Linked DNA regions of Mus musculus: region 2 is linked to region 1. A link is a contact called in public Hi-C data. All regions are on one chromosome and are shown on one strand. The core of a region is the stretch at or near the end of the contact, and the rest is flanking DNA. Distances in the headings are between cores, read along the strand shown. Region 1 has its middle 80 kb from the start of Ccl1. Region 2 has its middle 78 kb from the start of Gm24612.

Region 1 (5,638 bases), core at 2,054-4,553:
TGCAGCTTAGAGGGCCTGCAGGACCCTGGGCCTCCTGAAGTGTCTCTAGCATGGTATCCACTCCCTATGCTTAGCAATAGGAGGAGCCCAGGGAAGATGATCATATCAGGGCTCCAGCATAAACCCACTTACAGAACAGTGATGGGAAGGGGTCAGCCTGGACATGACCTTGAGCTTTCTGAAGCCTCTACTTCCTCCTGAAGAGAATAAGGGATGGGTGGGTCACCAGAGGAAGTATGGGATATCTCCAGCAGGTGATAGTGACTTGGCTCCCTGTGGGGACCTGGTTCTCTAAAGGCTTGCCTACTTCAGCCTAGGTGCATCCCTCCCCACTCCCACTGGAGGCCTGAAGAGGATTACCCAGACTCACTCATGGGTAAAATTGGTTCTTGGCCAGAGGAGATGCTGAGGGGTTGGGGTGGGGTATGGAGTGGGCTTTGTAATGAGCATTGTGGGGGTGACCAGGAATGGCACACTGGCAGTAGAGTTGGGGCTGGCCACATACCAGGCCCATTCTCCCACACCAGTAATGGCGTGTTAGGTGCCATACCCAGTCCCCTGCCCACACCACCAGCTTGCTCACACCTACTCCATTCCCTGCAGAGGACAGGCATAGTCTAGAACACACATAAGGAGCTTGGCCACTCAGACCCAGGACTTCTGAAGAATAGCTGGGCCCAAGCCCCAGTGCTGTGATCTGTGGAGAGCCTGCTGTTTTTACAAGGCTTGAGCAACTGAGAAGTATGGATTAGTGAAAGGTGAAAGGAGAGGGACTATTCAACTAATCTGTGAATCCTTGGATCATAACTACAACCTTTCTCTGGAAAAGGAACTTCCCGCCCCTCTCCTCTTCTCTCCCCCGACCTCATTGGAGAAGCTGGAGGCCAAAGTGATGTTAGTAATAAGAGTTCTGCCGAAGCTAAAATTCATGGAATGACTATCTCTCATTTGCAGTCTTCCTAAGGAAGTGGCCTCCAAAAGCTGGGGGTTTGCAGCGACAAGTCAAAGAAGCTGGGAAATGTTAGGCAACATAAAATGAAGACAAAGTGTGTGTATAAAAGAAAGCCAGAAAATGGCAGTTGAGGGAGTCTGGGTGATGGTTGTCTTGGGTAGGGAAGGCAGAGAGGTGCAATGAGCAGAAGGAAGCCCTGCAGGTAAGTAACCTTCATTGCATGGGTTCTGCTGTTGTGGTAACAGGGAGGTTTGAAGGTACCAATTAAATCATGAACACGCATGAATGAGGAAGAGAAAAACAGGACCAAACATGGACCAATGGGAAGACTCACCAAGACCACAGTGATCCAAATGTGCATTTGAGTTTCCCATAATTGGGAGAAGATGTCAAAAGAAACATCCTGAGATTGAACTACACCATGCCAACTCCCCAGCCTCTTGAATATGCTGAGACTTCTTGGGTTTCAAGCATGGTTTTGAAGGGCAGCTTATACAGAAAGTTTCCTCTGAACATGTAAGACCTAGTCTACCATCTTCATGGCCATCACAAGGGATAGAATGTGCCAATAAAGTCTCCTGCCCTTGGATGGGCTCCCCTGGCTAGATGGCCATGGGGAATGCTGGAACAAGTAGTTGGTTCTATAGAGACACAGAAGACAGAGGAATACCTGTGACTAAAGCCCAGTATACATGTCTTCTTCTCCCTGCCTGCCACACCTGTGCACAGCTTCACCATAATGCCATCTCTGACTGCTGGCAGATGCTATGTTCTGGGGGTGCCTCAGGAGTCAGGGGTCTCTGACTTTGCAGGTGTGCTTCCAGGAAGACAGGTGGCAGGGAAACTCACTCTGTCACTTATGGCTTCAGAGCCCCAACTGATCTCTTATCACTTCCTCTCCTGCCCCGAACTCCTGTCAGCAAGAAAACTAGCCTACAGGTCCTTTATGCTAATCTTGCACTAAAGAACACTCTTGATTATAGAGGCACCTCCTTGCCTTGTCAGACGGTAGAAGAAGATTCTGGTGGTCTCTGCCTGCCATGCTGGCCAGACTGTCCAATGAGGGGATAAAGAAAAGGAGCCAGGCTATGTTGGCAGGATTGGTGGCTACAGAAGGATGTGTGTGACCTGAAAAAAGGGTTGCAGAAAGGACTAGGATAAGCCAGGCAGTGGTGGCGCACGCCTTTAATCCCAGCACTTGGGAGGCAGAGACAGGCGGATTTCTGAGTTCGAGGCCAGCCTGGTCTACAAAGTGAGTTTCAGGACAGCCAAGGCTACACAGAGAAACCCTGTCTTGAAAAACCAAAAAAAAAAAAAAAAAAAGGGACTAGGTGAGACAGTGGTCCTGTCCACCCTTGCTGAGAGACCATGTTTAGGCTAATTACCTTCTCTGAGCTCAAGATTCTCTTTTACAATAGGGTTTCTTCCTCTTTCTCCCGCCTCCATGAGCTGCAGGCTAGGAGTGTATCCTGGTTCCTTCTACTGTGCAGTAGAGAGATCGATGTCTGCTACAGAAGGATGCCCCAGGGACTGAGTAGGTTCACCCCAGATTTCCTGTCCTTTCCTTACTTACTGAGGGCACAGTATGTGCTAGACCCTAGAGCATCAGTGATCAGTCAATGTCCCTATCTTCTTATTTAAGTGGTTCTCCATCCCAGGGATGCCTCAGGATCCCCTAGAGGGAGGTAGTAAATGTGTGCGTGCCCAAACCCAACTCTGGGCCAACCAAATCTGTATCTGTCCTTTTTAAAGTCTCCCAGGCGGTTCAAATATACAATCAGGGGAGACAAGAAAACAAGCAATTACAGTGTATTCTTGCCATTTGCTCTGCCTGAGAAAGTACACAAAGAACCTTGGAAGGCTGCCTAAGTCAGATTGTGGTAGCAGTGGTGAGAGGGGAGGGCCAGTGAGAACGTTCTGGAAGAAGTGACAGGTGACCCAGGGTGGCATGCATGATCGTGTGGTAGAAGAATGGAGGCTGTTCTGTTGGGTTGGTCAAGAGGAGGGGTGATGTGAAGGGAGGCTGGAGAGGGAGGAGGGCTCCAAATCACAGAGGGCTTGTTTGCCTTATTAGGGAATTGGTCGGACCCTAAAGTAACAGTCTTACATCAAAGCCCAGGAATGACAGGTCAGGTTTCTTTAGACTACTGGGGGAACGCAGGCTGCTCATCTAGCTAGCAAAGGCCCCCTGACAAGGGAGGGTCAGGACCACCCTGGTGTGAGCAGGATGGACTCTGCCCTGGGCTGCTAGGGGCTTCCAGTTTAATCTAATCTCTGTGGAGCATTAGCAAGGGGCTCCCTAGGCCAGCCGCGTTCCTGCTACTAATCGGCGACTGAGGTGGAATCGATGGCTGCTTCATTGATCTCGCCTCTTTTCAGCTCCTTAAAGAGCTTATTGACCAGGGAGCCGCAGGGGGCTGGGACATGCACTCTGCAGAAACAGTGAATCTCCACCAACCCAATGAGGAAGGAAGGCAAGGAAGGAATTCGAGGGCAGGCACCCTGTGTAGGCTCTGCCACTGAGCACTACAGAATGCTGATGGTGGCTCCAGAGCCCCAGACCAGGTCTTATCCCTTCCTCCCCTGTCCCACAGTCCAGCCAGGAAAAGAAAATAGTCTCCATCTTCATCCCCTCTGTTTGTTGCAACACCAAGAAGGAGCACAAGGTAAAAAAGTGGTATAACATAGGTATAACATCCACGTCTGCCCCACCCTCTGTGGTAAAAAAGGAGAAGGCAAGAATCAGGCTAAGAAGTATGTCTGACTTTATGTGTTTCCAACCTTCTAGTTGAAATATAGCATTTTTTAAAAAAAAATGCACTTATCCCAATGTAAAGCTCAGAAATATGTCCAGACCCCAGCCATCTGTGTAACCAACATCCAGGTCAAGAAAAAGAGCCCTACATCTCCCTCCCCCCGCCCCCCAGAGTGCCCCTCAGGCTCTGTTCTAGTCACTGCAGACCAAATCTACTGTGTGACTTCAAACCCCACAGATTAGACGTGCCTTTGCTTTCAGTTAGTGTAAATGGGATTTTACAACAGACCCTCTTTTGTGTCTACCTTCTTTTGTAAAGCATCATGCTTCAGCGATCCATCCACAATGTTGCATGTCACCGTGGCATGGCCATTCTCATTGTTAGGTAGTGCTCCATTGTGCGAGCACACTATCATTTATTTATCCGTTCCACTGTTGATGGGCATTTGGGTCGCTTCCAGTTTGGGGCCATTACAGATAGTATTTAAAACGTCTGTATTTAGAAAAAAGAAAGAAAGAAACTTTTTAAACAACAGTTTTAGATACTTTTTTTTTTAATGTACAGGAAGAAAAATCATTATGCATTTGTTTGTCCATTCCATAATTTCATGTGTAGCAAGCACCCAGTGGGTACTGGAGTGGTCCTTTCCTACTTAGCTTTCCCAGGCTGGTTACATCCTATATCCGCCCGAAAGGATTTTGCAATCGCTCTCTGCGTTCCTTGACATTTCTCACCTTTAAAAATCCCAAGGGGAGGGTCTTATCAGGAACACACAGCAGACATTGGACCACCCTGCTTGTCTAGTTCCCGCCCCCTTTTCAGGTAGGCGCTCCTGAGCTGTGGGCGGTGGCTCTCCTAACTCCCTCCCATCTGTGGGAGCATGCACAGAATATAGGCATCAAAACAAAACTCATAAAGGAGATTCAGCTTCAACTGGATCTCAGATAGGGAGAATAGCACCAATTCAGAAAACTACTTGCTGTCCACCCCCACCCCCATCCCCACCTCCAAGGATCGCAGATGGTACTAATGCTGAATCGTGCTTGCCCAGGACCGCAGTGGTTGGGGAAACACATTGCATAAGCCCCAGCAGCCCAAATAGCAGGACTGCTGAACTGTGTCCTCCACCCTCTCTCCTCCGGAGTGCAAATAATCAGAGATGGTTCAGTAGACAATGAACTTTCCAATTGTGTAAATTTCAGCACTGTGGTAGATAATCCGGTTGGTCATCTTCAAGAAGCTAGGGCAAAATTCACAGCAATATCGGAGCGTGAAACAGACTCGGGGGTCTCAGACGCCCCAGGCACAGTCACATTCCACCCCAATTTCTTCTCAAATTCCCACTAATCTCTTAGTGCAGCTGGGGGGACATATTTTTCCCACATTTCATTTATTTGTGTGGATATGGGTGTAGATATGGGTGTCATAGAGTGCTTGTGAAGGTCCAAGAACAACCTGTGCGTCTCTCCTTCCAGCATGTCGCTCCTGAGGGTGGGACTCAGGTCTTCAGGATCCGTATCAGGAGCCTGCTGAGGCATCTTGCCGGTACCCCTACAAACATAATTTTTAAAGCCAGATGAAATTGGGGTTTAAATTCTATTTAATTATTAGTGTGCCCTTGGGAAAATTACCCAGTCCCACTGAATTTAAATTTCAGTGATGACTGTGTTTATTTATTTCCATTATTAAGGTTTTGGGTTTGTTTGTTTGGTTGGTTGGTTTTTTTGGGTTTTGGTTTTTTGTTTGTTTGTTTGTTTGTGTGGGTTTTTGTTGTTGTTGTTTTTTGTTTTGGTTTGGTTTGTTGTTTTTTTTTGCTATAAATTTCATATTTCATTCCTTTATAGCCCTTTTTAGTTTATTTTTATTGAGGTAATTTCTATTTTTCTATCCAATGTGAGTGCAGCTTTCATTAGATCCTTAAGCAAAGTCA
Region 2 (5,638 bases), core at 2,251-4,750, 260 kb after region 1:
GCAGGATGTCTCCCCACCTGCAGATTTACTATTGCAGGGAGCCACCAAACGACCCTTTGGAGCAGAGCACATTGTTTGAACACTTCCAATTTTGTAAAGTCACTTAGTGTGACAAAAAAATTTTCCCAAGGGGCATATTTGAGATCTAAAGGGCAAAGATAAGGAGAGAGAAACCATACCCCATCCCCTCTCTTCAGAGAAGGAAAAAGAATTGACTCACCCCAAGAGGGAATCTAGTATTTCACTTGCTACAAGCGAGGAGAGCAGAGAGGACTGCAGATGGGAAAAGATGGGCAATAATTGCAGGGCAATTTAGGATAACTCAATAAGAAGTGCTTTTAGGCTATTTCTGTTTCTGCTCTTGCGCCTGCATTAATTTTGGAATGGAAGAAGGATGGGCTGTGGACTGGAAACTACAAATCTCTCACTCGCTATCTGGTGAGTTTTGAGCCAGATAATCTCTCTGCTCCCCCACTCAGCTAGCTGCAAAACCGGAATGATTATAGCGAATATCATCGGCCAGGGTTCAGAAGTTTTGGCCCCTCCAAAAGTCCATGCGTCCGAGACTTAACTTCCAGTGCAACTCAGTTGGGGGGAGGTAGTGCTCTTGAGAAGGAGTTTAGGTCATGAAGCTTAGGTTCTCATCAATTAGTCAATACTTCACCTCTGCCTTCCACCGTGTGATGGCTTAACACTTCCTACTCCTGATAACACAGTATTTATCTTTTAAATTTTTATTACATTCATTTATTTAATGCATGTGTGCATACACATATGTGCACTTGTGTCTGCATATGGAGATCAGAGGACAACTATCAAGAGTTGGTTTTCTCCTTCCATCACTTGAGTCCTAGGGGATTGAACTAGAGTCATCTGGCTCAGCAGCGGGAGCCTTTACCAGCTGAGCCATCTTGACAGCCCCTGGTATCAAGTACAACAGCATGGATAGTGTAAGATGTCCTTCTACATGAAACTCTTGTGAAGACTTCATGAAATACAAACACAAAGCATCAAAAAGACTCAGTCAGTGGTGCGTTCCATTTGTCCTTCCTCCTGTGCCTTTTCTCGGATACACAATTTTTAAAAATAATTCCTTAGAAATTTAAGAAAAGACCGCTTAGATTTTGGATTATTGAGACTCGACTCTCTTCCCAGTAGGGAAAACGGGACTGTTTTATGCAAGTTATAGTGTACATGTGTTTTAGATGAAAGAACCATTCAGATGCCATGGAAGGACCATCCACACTCACCTCGTGAGATGGGGAGGGAGCAGCATATGAGAAAATCCCATCTCCAGTTCCCCATGGCCCCCTCTTCTGTGTCCACACTGGGATTGGGAAAACTGGTACCACAGCCATCCTGGCCAGGGAAGCTCCGCAATAAATATGGAGGGACAAAGTAACTGTGCTCTAGCCCTGGCCCCCTTACAGATACACGGTGTTCTGGCTGGAGGTGACATTTGAGTCTCAGGTTTTGGCTTTCATGACTCAGAGTTCAAAGCGTGGTGTCTAACTTCAACCCAGATGACTGAAACATTCTACTGTTCTGTTTGTTCCCAGTTTGAGCTTTTCTGCCCCGCCAATGACGCAAGGGACAAGAGAGTTATTTTGTCTCAAAGCTTCCTTGATAGAATCCCTTTTGCACAAACTTGGAGAGTAAAAATTCCCATCCTGGATGTGAGGTTGCACACACCCACACACATGCATAAGCACACACCTCTTGCCTGGAACTGTGTGGAGCTGTTCTAGGCTTGGACCAGGACAGCAGCTTCCTGTCTGGTCTTGAAGATCTCTTAGTCTAACCTTCCTGCATCTGTCTGGACTTCATACCTCCCTCCTTCGCTTTGCACACTCAATGAAGGTAACACCTCCATTACCAGCCTAGGAGTCCCCTAAGGGGAGACAGCAAGTATCTTTCAGTTTGAGTCCCCAACTCCACTGGGATCCATCCCTCCTGATCAAGCTCAGAATCCTTCCAGTTAGGAATGGAGTCTCCTGCAGAAGGCACAACCAACTATTTCTCTTACTTCATAATGCTCAGTATGGTAGTTCAGAGGATCAATATAATTTTTCTCTGGCCAGGAGTCCTTTTGGGAACCCCACTCCTTAAAAGCAGTGGAGAAGTGCAGCCTCCAGGAATCATCTCTCTCTCTCTCTCTCTCTCTCTCTTGCTTTTGCTCTCTCTCTTCCTTCATCTACATACACACATCACACACACTTACACACACACACACACAGTTTTACAGGTCCTACCTCCCACCCTCCCGACCTCCCTCACTCCAGCACTGGTTAAGACATGCATTATTCAGTGTATCTTTACAGGGAGGTGTCTGAGAACTTTGGTACTGAGATGTTGGTTGGAGTCAGTGGCTTGTGGGGAGGGAGGAGAACCATGGTGCATAGGGACTCACTCAGGTTTCCCATCCCTGGACCAGGGCTGTTTTGATTTCCATTCCAGAAGCCGACATGCACCTGCAGAGCAGGAAGCTGCAGCCAAAGAATTCAGGGTTTGTGAGGTGGTGATGGCAGGATGCTGAGAGCGGAAAGGCTCTGCTCTACTTCACAAGGACATCAGGCTATGTCCTGATGCCTCCCCACACTTCAGACTTCTTCACATTGGTCCCCAATCTCTAGCCTCTTCTTCTCTCTTGAATGTTTTATATAGGAGCTCCCTATATACACCCCTGACCAGCCTAGGACTCCTGATATAGCTCAGGCTATATCAATTTGTGGCAATCCTCCTGCCTCTATCTCCTCAGTGCTTAGATTTTGGGTATGTGCCACCATGCCTGGTGTCTCCTCTTAACCATAGAAAAACAACACTAAAATAGACATTGGAAGCCACTTGGAACATGGAAGCCATGTATAGAATGTGATCTCATTCTATACTTGGGTATGTATAGATAGACCCAGAGGGTCCTGTGGGACAATATTACATTGATGCCCCTCATTGAAACTCAGAATTCCCAACTCCTGGTCAGGATGGAACCTGATAGAGTAGAAAGCCCCTGGGAGACAGAGAGGGCATCTGTGCACATCCTGGCGTGGCTGTATTCTTGCCCAAGGCACTTGACCTCCCTGGGGCTGTTCGTTCTTGTTGTTGAACATGGGAGTCCGGATAAGTGTTACTGAGAAGTAGATGAGATGCTACATATGGACATACGCCACACAAAAGATCAGCACAAGTCTTGTTCCAGCTTGCACTTTCTCGACCCCAGCATCCCTTGCTCTCCCTGAAACCTGGGTACCCCTGCCCTCACTTTCCCTGCCACACCCAGGGTCTGTCTCCCCTGATAGATGGAAGGCAGGCTGTGGATGGCAATGGTTCTCAAGTATGAGGTCCCAGCCTTCCTGCTGCTCTGTTTGTCTTTCCACTCTCAAGGTCTCCAAAGGGCCTCCAAGTCTTTATGCAACCAGACAGAGGCAGGAACAGGGCAAGGGTGGGAGGAGACAGGCGAGGTCGGTGTGAGCTGGTCTCTTTGTTCCTGGAAAATAAATGCAATTTCCATTCCTTTCCACGGGAAGCTGAGTCCAGCTGTTGAGTATGTGACGGCTGGCTGCCGAGGTGTTGCCTTGGTGAGTAATGGCCCTAGCAATGGCTTTGCCCTCAGCTTGTACCTTGTGCCCCAAAGATGAACTTGGGGGCCAGTGAGTCAGGGCAAGCTGCAGCTTCAGCTCAGTCCAGGTTCCACACCAGCACCCTGCTTTAAACCTGCTCTCCAGGGAGCTGAGGAGCTGTCAAGGCTCCTTTGATTCACTGCCCGAGGGAGAGGACAAAGCCTGGGGGGAAGGTGCTGGCTCTGTAGAGACTATGAGCTCCTGACACTTGCCAGAGCCCAGCAATTAACTCCTCATTTTGCCCCCCTCTCCCCGTTATCCCATAAAGAAAATACTTCAAGATCAGACAGAGCTACATTGAAATGTCTGCTTACCACCTGTATGGCCTTGTGCACATTACCCAGCCTCAGTGTTCCCATTCATAAAAAGCTCTAATAGCAGCAGCATCCCTGGTTCCTTAGAGGAGTCAGTGGATGGAGGCATGTGCAGTGTCACACTCAGTACCTGGAACATCGTAGGTGCTCCGCATGTGCACATGTTCTCTCGACCCAAAGATTTTGAAGGAAACCTTGACAAACTTTGTCAGGGAAGCAAGAATAACTGGGTTGGGCCTCACAGCCTCTTTTCTAAGAGGCCTCTGGAGGAACGTAATGCCCTCAAATTGGTAAATTGCGTTCTTTACCGGGAGGGACACAGGGGTCCCACAGGACTGGGTGCCCAAGACATTGTAGGAGACACTTCAGCTGGATCAAGCCTTGACCTTGACTTTGGCCTTGACTGTGTCATAAGATAGAAGCAGACACCAGGAGAATAGGCTACCTCTTAAATCTTTCCTGGTCTCTGATCATCAGGCCCTTAGAGGGGCCACTGATGGCCTCAGTCCTCAGAGCTTGACTAAGGAAGGACCAGAAGTCCCCAGGGCATGAAGGACCCTTCCAATACTCTGTATGACCACATCCATACAGACAAGTGCAAGAATGCTCAGAGGTACTGTGAGCTGCAGACAGACCCAGCACCTGTTTGTGGAGCTGCCCACAGGGAAGTGTGTGGCTGGCAGGTAGGCCTCCTTTTCCTGTGTCCCCTGCTTCCTAAAGATGCTTAGACTCTGGAGGCTCCCAGGTCTCAGCCCCCAGGCTTCTCTGCACATTGTAACCTCTAAGGGATCAGAGGAGTAAGGTGGCTGTCCCATCAAGGTCCCCAGTACATCAGTCCCCAAGCCAGAAATAGTGGGTGTGGAACTCAAGCCACACCTTCTGACTCCCAAACTTCCACTCTTCCCACATGAAGGTCTGTCCCCACACCCATGTTCTCAGCAGCATGCAGACTCATGTGCACCTGGCTCTGAGGACTTCCTGGCACCAGGTCTTATTCTAGGGAACTCTTTCAGCATCTGTAGAGGAAGAAATCTATCATCCCCTTTATTAGAATGGGGAAACTGAGGCACAATGTAAGCAACTACTCCAAGAACTCATCATCAGAGCCATTGTAACTCTGAGGAGGCTAAATTAGAATCTTCAAAACATACTCTCACATGCATACTTGCACGTGCAAACTAACACACTCACACGTGTATACCATATGCATATATACATGCCTGCACACATGCATACACATTCACACATACACAATCTAATATGTACTCACATAAGACTCACAAAGGCACATGCATATATACACTCATACATGCATACATATGCACACATGTATACACACCCATGCACACATACACAAATAGGCACATAGTTACATATATACAACATATATACACACTTATAAATAAGTACACTCACATATGTGCATGCACAGAGACACACATTCACATACAGACATATGAAAATACACATGCATACATATATGTATGATGCATACTTGAATATAATGTGCACATCATACATGCATACACTCATACATGTTTAGACATATACACACACCCTAATGCATATACTAACACATGTATACACATACACTAACACACAGTTCTTAGGGAACACAGCCTGCCCTGAAAGCATTGGGATGTCCACCACTGAGAGCAGAAGTTGGCTTGGCCCTGGCTAGCCATCTTCTTAGGAAAAGCCAGACCA

Evidence for each region. Hi-C and Micro-C count contacts between places; a contact is called where the count stands out from the background.
Region 2: a contact with region 1 is called in a Hi-C map of stem cell-derived motor neurons, with 2.6 times the contacts expected there. The contact joins two enhancer-like sites. A contact is called at or near these places in 3 of 484 Hi-C or Micro-C datasets (cerebellum, liver and stem cell-derived motor neurons) and 2 of 115 datasets of contacts at active chromatin or transcription factors (differentiating embryonic stem cells and large pre-B cells).

Annotation. Positions count from the first base shown.
Region 1 is chr11:82,256,533-82,262,170 of GRCm38.p6, forward strand. No RefSeq gene overlaps it. Among named protein-coding and RNA genes, the nearest start is that of Ccl1, 80 kb to the left of the region's middle. Within about 2 kb of position 3,304, at least 5 of the 459 cell types and tissues checked have an H3K27ac peak or open chromatin away from gene starts, as enhancers often do. A contact at or near this core is called in stem cell-derived motor neurons, where this site is marked.
Region 2 is chr11:82,515,296-82,520,933 of GRCm38.p6, forward strand. No RefSeq gene overlaps it. Among named protein-coding and RNA genes, the nearest start is that of Gm24612, 78 kb to the right of the region's middle. Within about 2 kb of position 3,501, at least 3 of the 459 cell types and tissues checked have an H3K27ac peak or open chromatin away from gene starts, as enhancers often do. A contact at or near this core is called in stem cell-derived motor neurons, where this site is marked.